3 separate regions of the Mus musculus genome follow, and regions 1 and 3 are each linked to region 2. Evidence: chromatin contacts called from public Hi-C and HiChIP or PLAC-seq data. All regions are on one chromosome and are shown on one strand. The core of a region is the stretch at or near the end of the contact, and the rest is flanking DNA. Distances in the headings are between cores, read along the strand shown.

Region 1 (2,840 bases), core at 132-2,631, 2.4 Mb before region 2:
GCCATGCTTCAGAGACTCATCACAACTGTGGAGGTCCCCACTACACACCCCATTCACTGGCTAAAACCCACTCTCTTCTTGTTTCATGGGGCACACCCTCACGGTGAGCCAAAAAGAGGCTCCCATCTGAGAAGCCTCTCCTGGCAGCTCTTTAGTTATGGTGTCTGTAAAGCCTGGCACCCCCTGATCATTGCTGAGATCGCAACAAGAAAAAACTGAGCCATGGCAGGGTCTCCCCCTGAAAGTGCCTCCTAAGAGAAGTCCAGGGTCCCTAAGTTCTACTCAGGACAGTAGCAGCTGCTTCAAAACTCCTACTCCACTGCTATCACACAGCAAGGCAAGGAAAGATAAGCGGCCCTCTCCCTACTGAACCTCAGTTTTTTTTTTTTTGTTTGTTTGTTTGTTTTTTAACGTGTGTAATGGAAATGAGAAATCGAATCCTCAACAGCAAGATGCACACAGGCTCTGGGATAAAAGTAACATCTAATCAGAGCCCCACCAGTACAGATAAGAGTTAGGCTTGTGGGGCTCTATACTGGTCAGTGCAGACTAGGTGGGAGCTGAGGCCTTTCCCGGGTCTCTTCTGTATCTCGTCTCTCCAACTTTAGTAAGGTCAGGAACTGGCCGGGTCGCAAGGACATCCAGAATCCACAAGGGGGAAACTGGCCTCATTTCATGGCGGGGGAAACTGAGGCACTAAGGTTTGAAATGCAGTTGAGCATACAGACCAGCACATCCCTTGAACTAGGGACCCCAAGGTAGGGCAGAGCCTGGTGAGAAAAGTGGAGGCGCAGGGATTTCCCAGCCCCCCCACCCCCCACTTTTCCCTCTCTCGCCCGCCTAAGAGTTAAAGAAAACAAAACCTGGCCCTGAATGTCCCTCAGCCGAGCCGGGCTACACACCAAAAATGAAAGAAAAGAGGCCAAGAGCGAAAGGCAGATAGGTCGGAGGACCCCACTGAGCCCAAGGGACACCGGGAGAGATATCAGGGGTTCAGAGACCAGGAGCCCGAAAGCGCACGGCACGGCGCGGGGCGCAGCCCGACACCCCAACCAGGCACACCCGAGCAGCGCGGCGCTCGCAGGGCAGAGGCGGCCCGATGTGGCCCGCCTGAGCCGCCGGCGCCCCCGCCGCCGCACCTTGTGGAAGGCGAAGAGCTCCTGCTTAAGCTTCTCGCGCTGCGGGTCGGCGCCCTGCCGCCGGAACCGAAACTTCATCATCTTGCGCCCGCCTCCGCCACCGCCGCGGGATGCGCCCGGCCCCGCCGGTCCTGAGGCGCGGGGCGGGGCCTGCACGGAGGCGCGGGACGCCACGGACGCCCGCCCGACCCACGACGTGAGCGTGCCCGCCGTGCCGTGCCGCCCCTTGCTCGCCAGACAATGGGCGAGGACGGGGCCCCCGGGCTCGCCGGGCTCGCCGGGGGGGGGGGGCAGTCACGCATGCGCAATGGTGCGGGGCCTGCTGGGACTTGTAGTCCGAAGGTGGGTCCCAACCGTGGGAAGCTGGGCTGTGGTTTGCTAAAGGTTGTTTTCCACTCACGACTGAGCTAACAACATTCTAATAATTCCAGGGACAATTCTCTAGCCCCTCCCGGTCCCACTTCCCCCATCTTTGCCGTTGTTATCTAGTTTGTGTGGCCAGTTTTCACGGATCACTACTTTGCCTATTCCTCCGGTGTGTATTCCACACCACGCTTTTTGTCTCAACTATTATCGAAGAACCCCTCTCTAGGAGCCCGCGATGGTTGTGCATAACTTTAATTCTGGCAATCAGGTGGCAAGCAGAGGCAGGCAGATCTCTCTGAGTTCCAGGCCAGTCAAAAGCTACATTGTAAAACTATGTCTCAAAAAAAAAAAAGAAAATCTCAATTCCTTGAGAGTTATTATTCATGACCCAACACAAAGAACTTCGGTTTGCACCGGCTCAGAAGATCCTTGAGAGGGACGCGAGGCAAAGAAAAGGGGCGGAGGGCTGCAGGAGGTGGCAGGCACGTAGGGCTGAACAGGAGCGGGCTGGATACAGCTTCTCCCCTTGTTTCCCCCATCCCTACAGGGAACTCCGAGAACAAAGCTGCGCCCCGCCCCCGCTTTCTTCCTGTCCCACCCACCTCCCGAGACTTTTCTCTTCTGGACAATGGCCTCTAGGCTGAACCTTTTCCTGCTAGCTGAGGGACTCAGTGTTGGGAGAGATCCCAGGAGTTTAAGCGGGCCAAGCCCCTGTCCTCCCATCTTTGTCAAGAGAGGAGGCGTTGACCCTTAACCCTCAGGCAGCTGCACTGCAGCAACAGGGACCTAGCTACCTCCAAACTGCCCACGACCAGCGTTGCTCAACCCGCCCTGGGAGTTGGGGCTCAGGACTCACAGCTCTTTCCCGAGCTGTAGCTAAAGTGGTTGGCTAGACAGCAAAGGGCCCCTCCTGATCTCAACACGCTTAATGATTTTAAGAGCTCACTGAGAGAGGCACAGATACCACACAATTTTAAAGTGATATCACCCCAGATGCACAGAGGAAGAAACAGTGGCAGCCAACACAGACCAAGATCAGCCCCACACAAGTCATGATCAGAAGCAACTCAGAGGCCTAGGCTACAGTCCTTGTGCTACCCCATGTTGGATTTCAACCTTGCAAATGCTCAGGACATGCTCTACCTCAGCACCAGCTTTCTCTACCCTCATCTCTGCAGTAAAAGTTTATTAGGTTACCCAAGTAACCAATCCCCAGAAATTTTACACTGCAGTCACAAAAACAAAACAAACAAACAAAAAACCCCAAACACCAGACAACAAAACAGCAACAAATAACTTCTGTTGTTTGATAGCCAATAAGAATGACTTTTACCG
Region 2 (2,906 bases), core at 282-2,781:
CAGATCCCATTACAGATGGTTGTGAGCCACCATGTGGTTGCTGGAAACTGAACTCAGGACCTCTGGAAGAACAGTCAACGTTCTTAACTGCTGAGCCATCTCTCCATGCCCAGACATTGGGTTTTTTCTTTTTTTAAGCATTCTTTTAAAAATATTTTATTTGTCATTAGCTTTGTATATCTGTGGGTGTGTGCACATGAGTGCAGGTGCTCCTGGAGGCCAGGGATGTTGGATCTCCCTGCAGCTAGAGTTCCACACAGTGAGCCTCCTGCCATGAGCACTAGGAAGGAAAGGAATTTGGGTTCCTCTGCAAGAGCAGCACACCACCCAGCCATTGCTTCAGCCCCTGAAGAGTTTGAAGGGATCTTGTTTTTGTTTTCAACCTAGATGCACAGTTGTTTGTTGTTTTGGTTTGGTTTAGAGCCGGGACAAACACACCCAAAGGTCCCAAGGCAAAGCTCCTTTCCCACAGGCATGGCAGCAGGCTTATTTTGGGCTTGTCCTCTTCCCGAACCCAGTAGGAGCTTCTGATCCATTTCTCTTGAGACATTCAGTCTCTAGGAGGCGCCACTACCTGTTAACGTCTTTTACCTACCTGCACAGAGGACACAGCCTGAAGAAGTGTACCTGCCAGAGAGGAGCTTGGTGTCAGCTCAGAGCCAACCACCCTCAAGTCTCCGCACTCACACACTTACAGGGCCAACCCTACAGACCTCCCATTCGCTGGGGCTAGGAGGGGAGGAGCAGGCCCACCCTGCCCAAACGAGAAACCCAAGGCTGTAGGAACCGGCTTGGGGCTGTGTCTCGGTGCCCTCCTTGGTCCCTCCCGGCCCCTAACCGGTCCAACAGGAACTTGGCGAGCTGCGAGTGCAGGGAGAAGCCCAGCCGCTCCTTGAGGAGGCACCACTGTTCCATGTGGCCGCCCAGGCGGATGCGGCACTTGCTGCGGCGCGCGTCCAGCTGCCTGCGCTTCTCCCGCCGGCGGCGGGATGCGTCTGCCACCGGAGAGGCCATAGACGTGCGGGCCTACGGGAGGAACGTGCTGTCGTCGTCGGGGCTTTCGGGACAGACACAGCCCCTCGCTCCGTCTGCAATGAATGGGGAGACCATAGTGCCTCCGCAGCGCTCGCGCCTCTCGGATCCAGCCACCCCTTCTTAGAGCCAGGGAGGACACTTGGAACACGGGGGTCGCAGGCAGGGGGAAAAGACTGGAAACTTGCTCTCCTTGTCTGGAGGCGGCCAGGTCTGCGTGCAGCCGCGCCTTGGCCTTCTCCCTGCCTCCCATGCAGGGGAAGCCCACCCAGCAATGCTAGGACACCGGGCCAACCCTCGTGGGGTCTTACCTGCACGCCCCAACCCGCCTTTGCCCAAACTGCGCCTGCGCTCCCCGGACCCGCGTGCTCACTCCGAAAGCCACAGAAGGACCGGGGCCCACCGCGCGCGCCGCCGCTGTTTCTCTTTTAAGAAGAAACCGTCCCCCCTCGGCGTCAGGAGGCTACGGCCTGGACTTGCAGCGGGAAGACAGCTGTCTGCGCCTGCGCCCCGGGAGCCCCGTGCAAAGCCTGCCGGGAATTGTAGTTAGCCTTAGTCCTGAACGACTGTCTGGGATTCTGTCGTCATTGCTCCTTCTATTAGCATCTCTGCCTATCAGTTGCCACCAAGCAAACGCGAGCTGCAGCATCCGCCAGCTGAAGCCAACTAGAGTCCTTTCTGAACCGCGAGACCACCCTCCAGCTGCAACCTATAACCTGCCACCATCCACACGAGAAGTTGCCTACACTTTGTACAGACTCTGATTTCACATCGTCTACAAATGGCTCTGATGGAGTTATTTCTATCAAGAGACTGCAACGGCACTTGTCAACGGCACAAGTTTTTTATTTTCTGTTTTGCTTGAAACAAGGTCTCATGTAATTCAGGCTGGTGTCCAAACTCACCATGTAGCCAAGATAGCCTTGACTCCTGCCTCCACTTTTGAAGTACTGAGATTAAAGGCCTGCACCTCTCTATGTTGCTAAATGAAGTGACCAATTCTGTTGCCTCTCTGCCCCAGAATGGAGAAGAGTTTAGCTCTCTCCTCTTGCCACACATTCATCTCACTTTCTTCTCAACTTCACTGTCAGACTAGACTTTGTCTGCTCCTGGTTTTCTCCCGCTTGGCTGGATCCTCTTCTCTCTTAGATCCTTCTGTTACCAAAAGATGGAATGGACTAGGCTCAGGTCCCTGGCAAGCCTCTCTTTTAGGTATGCTCTTGGGGGGGGGGGGGTGATGTAATTAGATCACCCATTGATTGATGTTTCTGGCTACCCTTTTGGGATTCCAGACTCCTTTGACTGCCCAGTTGACTCTCCATGGTTAAATGGCTTAATATACTTCATGTTTATAAAGAATTTACAAGTGCCTGGCACAAGGGAGTCCACAATGAACAGCCTTAGGGCTCAAACCTCACTCCAAGTCACTTGCACTACTGACTGTTTTCTGTAGCAAATCACTACAAACTTGACAACTCAAAACAGCAGAAATTTACTCGCTTACAGTTTTGGAGGTCTGCACCAAAGTGCTGAACAGGGCTACAGGTCAAGCAAGAGCTCTAAGAGAGTTTTCTCCTTGCCTTTTTTATCTTCCAGTGGTGACCAGCGTTCTGGGACTTCTGGCCATATCACATAAGCTTCTGACTCCACACAGCCTTGCTCTAGTGCAACCCTTCCTCTTCTTTCAAACACAGTCCACTTGGGTAATCCAGAGGACCTCCCATTTCAACACCTCAAACAGTTATAACTGCAAAGTGTTGGCTACAAAAAAAAAGCAACTTTCACATATTCTAGTAGTTAGAACACGGATGTTTGGTGAAACTATGTTTCAGCATGCAGTATGATCATCATAGACTGTTGAGGCATCTCATCAG
Region 3 (3,234 bases), core at 68-2,567, 2.6 Mb before region 2:
CCTACTATGTGCTGGGCGCTATGCTGGGTTCTCGATCATCTCAGACGTGCTTGCTTCAAACCACTCTACATTCAATCTCACATCACGCCCCTAATATCCATTTCATTAATAAGTCCTAGACATGCCCAGAGACTAGCCAGGTGAAGCAGTTCAGAATTCAGAGGGTCAACCCATTCATATCTCCAGGTCCAGCTTGGAAATCTTTTCTGCAGATCAACCCTACTGAGTCTCTGACATGTCAAAAAAAAACATCCTTCTCTCTTCCTGGAGAAAAAAAAAAAGCATTCTGACCTCCAAATCTTGTCCCCCTCACTTCCCATGACAAATGCTGCTGCTGCAGCCCACGCAGCACCACTGCCACCTCACAGAAATTTCCAGGAAAGACAGTTAATTGGAGAAGGACAAGCTTTGCACAGCCAGCCCCTGGCCTGCTGCTAGCCCAAGGACCAAACAGCACGTCTAAGAGCAGACTAAGAAACACTAGGTGCAAGAATCGGTCAGCTCGGGAAACTCAGTGAGAAGACTGCAACTGAGTAGCAGGTAGCATGGGCAGAGCTGCGAAGTGGAGACGCCAGGAAGTTCTACAGGGACAGCCTTAGGGAGGAGTGCAGGCAGCCAGTGAGCAGGCCAGCAAGACATGGGGCAAAGGAGGATTCACAAGGATGGAAGGAGTTGGAAGAGTGGAGGAGCTCTGAGTAGACAGGTTTCCGGCATTGGGAACACAGCCCTGGGGCCCAGAGTAAATTCCAGCCTGGACAAAATCCAAGAGCCTGGCCTGAGAGGGCTAGAGCAGCCCAAAGACCCTCTAGCAGGGATCACTGAAATCCCTGAGTCCAGGATGAAGCCCGGAAGCCTAAATGAGGAGCTCACGGTGAGGCTACAGACTTGGGAGTGGAGCGAGAACTAGGTCCTGCCTGGGTGAAGTCCCACGGCCTAAGATCCGGATTCCAATAAGGTCCCGTGAGGTCCCGGGCTTGGGCTGGACCCAGTCCTGGGTTGGAGTGCAGACGTCTGTGCCCAGCCCGGAAGGGAGCCCAGGATCACGGGCGGACTCAAATTGAATGTGGCACGGGCCGCGCAACAGGGCGGGAGAGCCTACCTTTGGTCTGAGGCAAGCTGGCCGGCGGGCTCGCGGCGGGCGACTCCATGCTGCGGACCGTCGCGGCGGAGAGCACTAATCTAGAGGACAGCAGACTACACCGGGGCCGGGCGCGCTCATGGCTGCTGGTGGCTGGCAGCGGCGGCAGGCGATGGGCGACAGGCGACACAGACGCGACGGTTCCAAGCGTCCGAGGCGGGCGGCGCCAAAGCCACACTGGGCAGCGCCGGACGCCTGCCGACGGCGCCACGCAGGCCCCGCCCATCGTACTGATTGGCCCGCCTGAAAAGGCCCCAGCCTATCAGACGCCGCCCGGACTGTCACGCACAAACCCCACCCTCCAAGAGCCGGAATCCAACCCAGCTTTCCCCTTAGTACAGCTCGGCTCCGCCCTCTTGCCGTCTAGATGACTGCCCTACCCACTCGGGGGATTGTGCTGGCGTGGTCCTGGGTGCCCCAGCCTGTGCCCCCCTATGGCACAGCGTGTGCGGGTCGCAATCTGGAAAATCCCAAGATCTCTAGGGGGGCAGGGCAGGGCCGATGTGCTCCGTGGGGTTAAAAGTGTTCCCTGAGTGAGACTAGACTCCTAAATGGCTGAGCCATACCGAGGATGAGCGTCCATGTGCTCCCCTGAAGAGAGCGGCGACCACCGGCTTGCCTCCTAGGGCAGCAGGAAAAGAGCGATCCCACGGCGGGCGCGTGCCAGGTGAGTGTTCACCGACTGTGGGAAAGAGTTTACTGCGCCTTGCTGAACGAGCACGCGTTTAAGTCCAGCCTCTACAAGCACCTGGCACGCCAGCACCTAGGGAGCGGGGAATTCAGTGGCTAACCTTTGCCTAGTGACAAAGTAACTGGTTGTAACATTATAGCAGCTCCACTCTCCGGGCTGGGGAGTAGTCTCCGATTAAACAAAGTGTCATTCCAAACACTGAAATACCTTTTGCCAGCCTTGACTGGGGTTCCATCTCGGCCGTCGGTCGCTGAGCCTCTGTCCTCACACTAACCAGGAATCTCTGGGGTCGATTGGAAAGTCAGGTCTAGTGAGGGCAAGAAGCACAAGGTCAAGGAGTCAGTCGGAGCTGGAGTAAGTCTTAGCTCTCTGGCCAACACTCAGGCCCCGAATGCCTGGCTTGCATATTTGATTTCTACCGCAGCCCTCCTCCCGTGCCACGTGCCCCTCCCCATTAGGAATCCTGAATGTCTCATCCTCTGCTGAATCCCAAGGCTTAGCCCAGAGCCATGCACATAGTAGGTGCCTAAGAAATATTTAAGGAATGAACAGAGGAAGTAGGAAAAGCATGCCACAGACATGGGTAAAGTGACTAGTCCCGTGCCAGGCTCTTGGGCACCAGGGTGACTCAGACAAGGCCCTCAAACAGGAGGAGTTTAATGGGTTAGTCAGAGAACTTGACAAACAGCCCAGGGATCACAGACTCCATGTGGGGTGCTATAAATAGATACAAGAGTCCTAAGAGGCCCTGCCTCACCTGGGTGGGGTCAAAGAAGGTGACCTTCCTGGACTAGTCATCAGAAAGAGAGGTAAGAGACCATCCTTGGAAGAAACAGAAAGGCCAGGGCAGGGAGTGGAGACCTGCTCAGGAAGCCAGGCTAGGCTGCACCAGCAAGCCAGTCAGCTGCTGGAATGAGGGGCATGATGGAAGACTTTTTCTCTCTGGCCACCTCTGCCAACAGCATCTGTTACCCTCCTGTCCCTAAGTGTCACAGTTAGCTGGGGGAAGTTCATGACCACTCAGAAACTGGCCAGAGCACTAGACTCAGATCCCAGCAGGCCATCTCTTACTCTGACTCCCGGGAGAGCAGACCCCTCTAAGGAAAGCTGAGGTTGGGGATGGGAAGGGTTCAGCCTGTGTTAGCATGTGACTGTGAGTTGAAGAAAGGGGGTGGTCCAAACCTAGTGTGTGGGGAGCAACTCACTGGTTGAGCACACACTGTGGATGTAGCATTGTGGGATCAACGACGAACAAAACAGACACAACGCTGCTCTCAGAAAGGAATGGACTTCTGGCCTAAGTGAAATGATAGGGTGTCTCAGGTTGACAAATGCTGTGGAAAAAAGGGGACGAGAGAAGGTGTGTCTGGAGGTGGGAGTGTGATTTTAGTGAGGGCAGTCAGGA

Evidence for each region. A called contact is a pair of places that touch in the nucleus more often than the background predicts. HiChIP or PLAC-seq counts read pairs in DNA pulled down with a chosen protein or histone mark.
Region 1: a contact with region 2 is called in a Hi-C map of B cells, with 5 read pairs. The contact joins the promoter of Llgl1 here to the promoter of Zfp692 in region 2. A contact is called at or near these places in 1 of 39 promoter capture datasets (erythroid cells) and 1 of 484 Hi-C or Micro-C datasets (B cells).
Region 3: an H3K27ac HiChIP or PLAC-seq map of thymic regulatory T cells shows a contact between it and region 2, with 15 times the contacts expected there. The contact joins the promoter of Map2k3 here to the promoter of Zfp692 in region 2. A contact is called at or near these places in 2 of 115 datasets of contacts at active chromatin or transcription factors (cardiomyocytes and thymic regulatory T cells) and 1 of 9 other capture datasets (liver).

What each region holds. Positions count from the first base shown.
Region 1 is chr11:60,698,241-60,701,080 of GRCm38.p6, reverse strand. It overlaps Llgl1 (LLGL1 scribble cell polarity complex component), which reads right to left and starts at 1,381. Exons shown (of 21, transcript NM_001159404.2): 1 at 1,140-1,381. The coding sequence starts at 1,220.
Region 2 is chr11:58,305,694-58,308,599 of GRCm38.p6, reverse strand. It overlaps Zfp692 (zinc finger protein 692), which reads right to left and starts at 1,531. Exons shown (of 12, transcript NM_182996.3): 1 at 1,344-1,531; 2 at 839-1,088; 3 at 596-627. The coding sequence starts at 1,014.
Region 3 is chr11:60,930,137-60,933,370 of GRCm38.p6, reverse strand. Map2k3 (mitogen-activated protein kinase kinase 3) reads right to left here and starts at 1,317. Exons shown (of 12, transcript NM_008928.5): 1 at 1,100-1,317. The coding sequence starts at 1,148. Map2k3os (mitogen-activated protein kinase kinase 3, opposite strand) reads left to right here and starts at 1,504. Exons shown (of 2, transcript NR_027800.1): 1 at 1,504-1,805.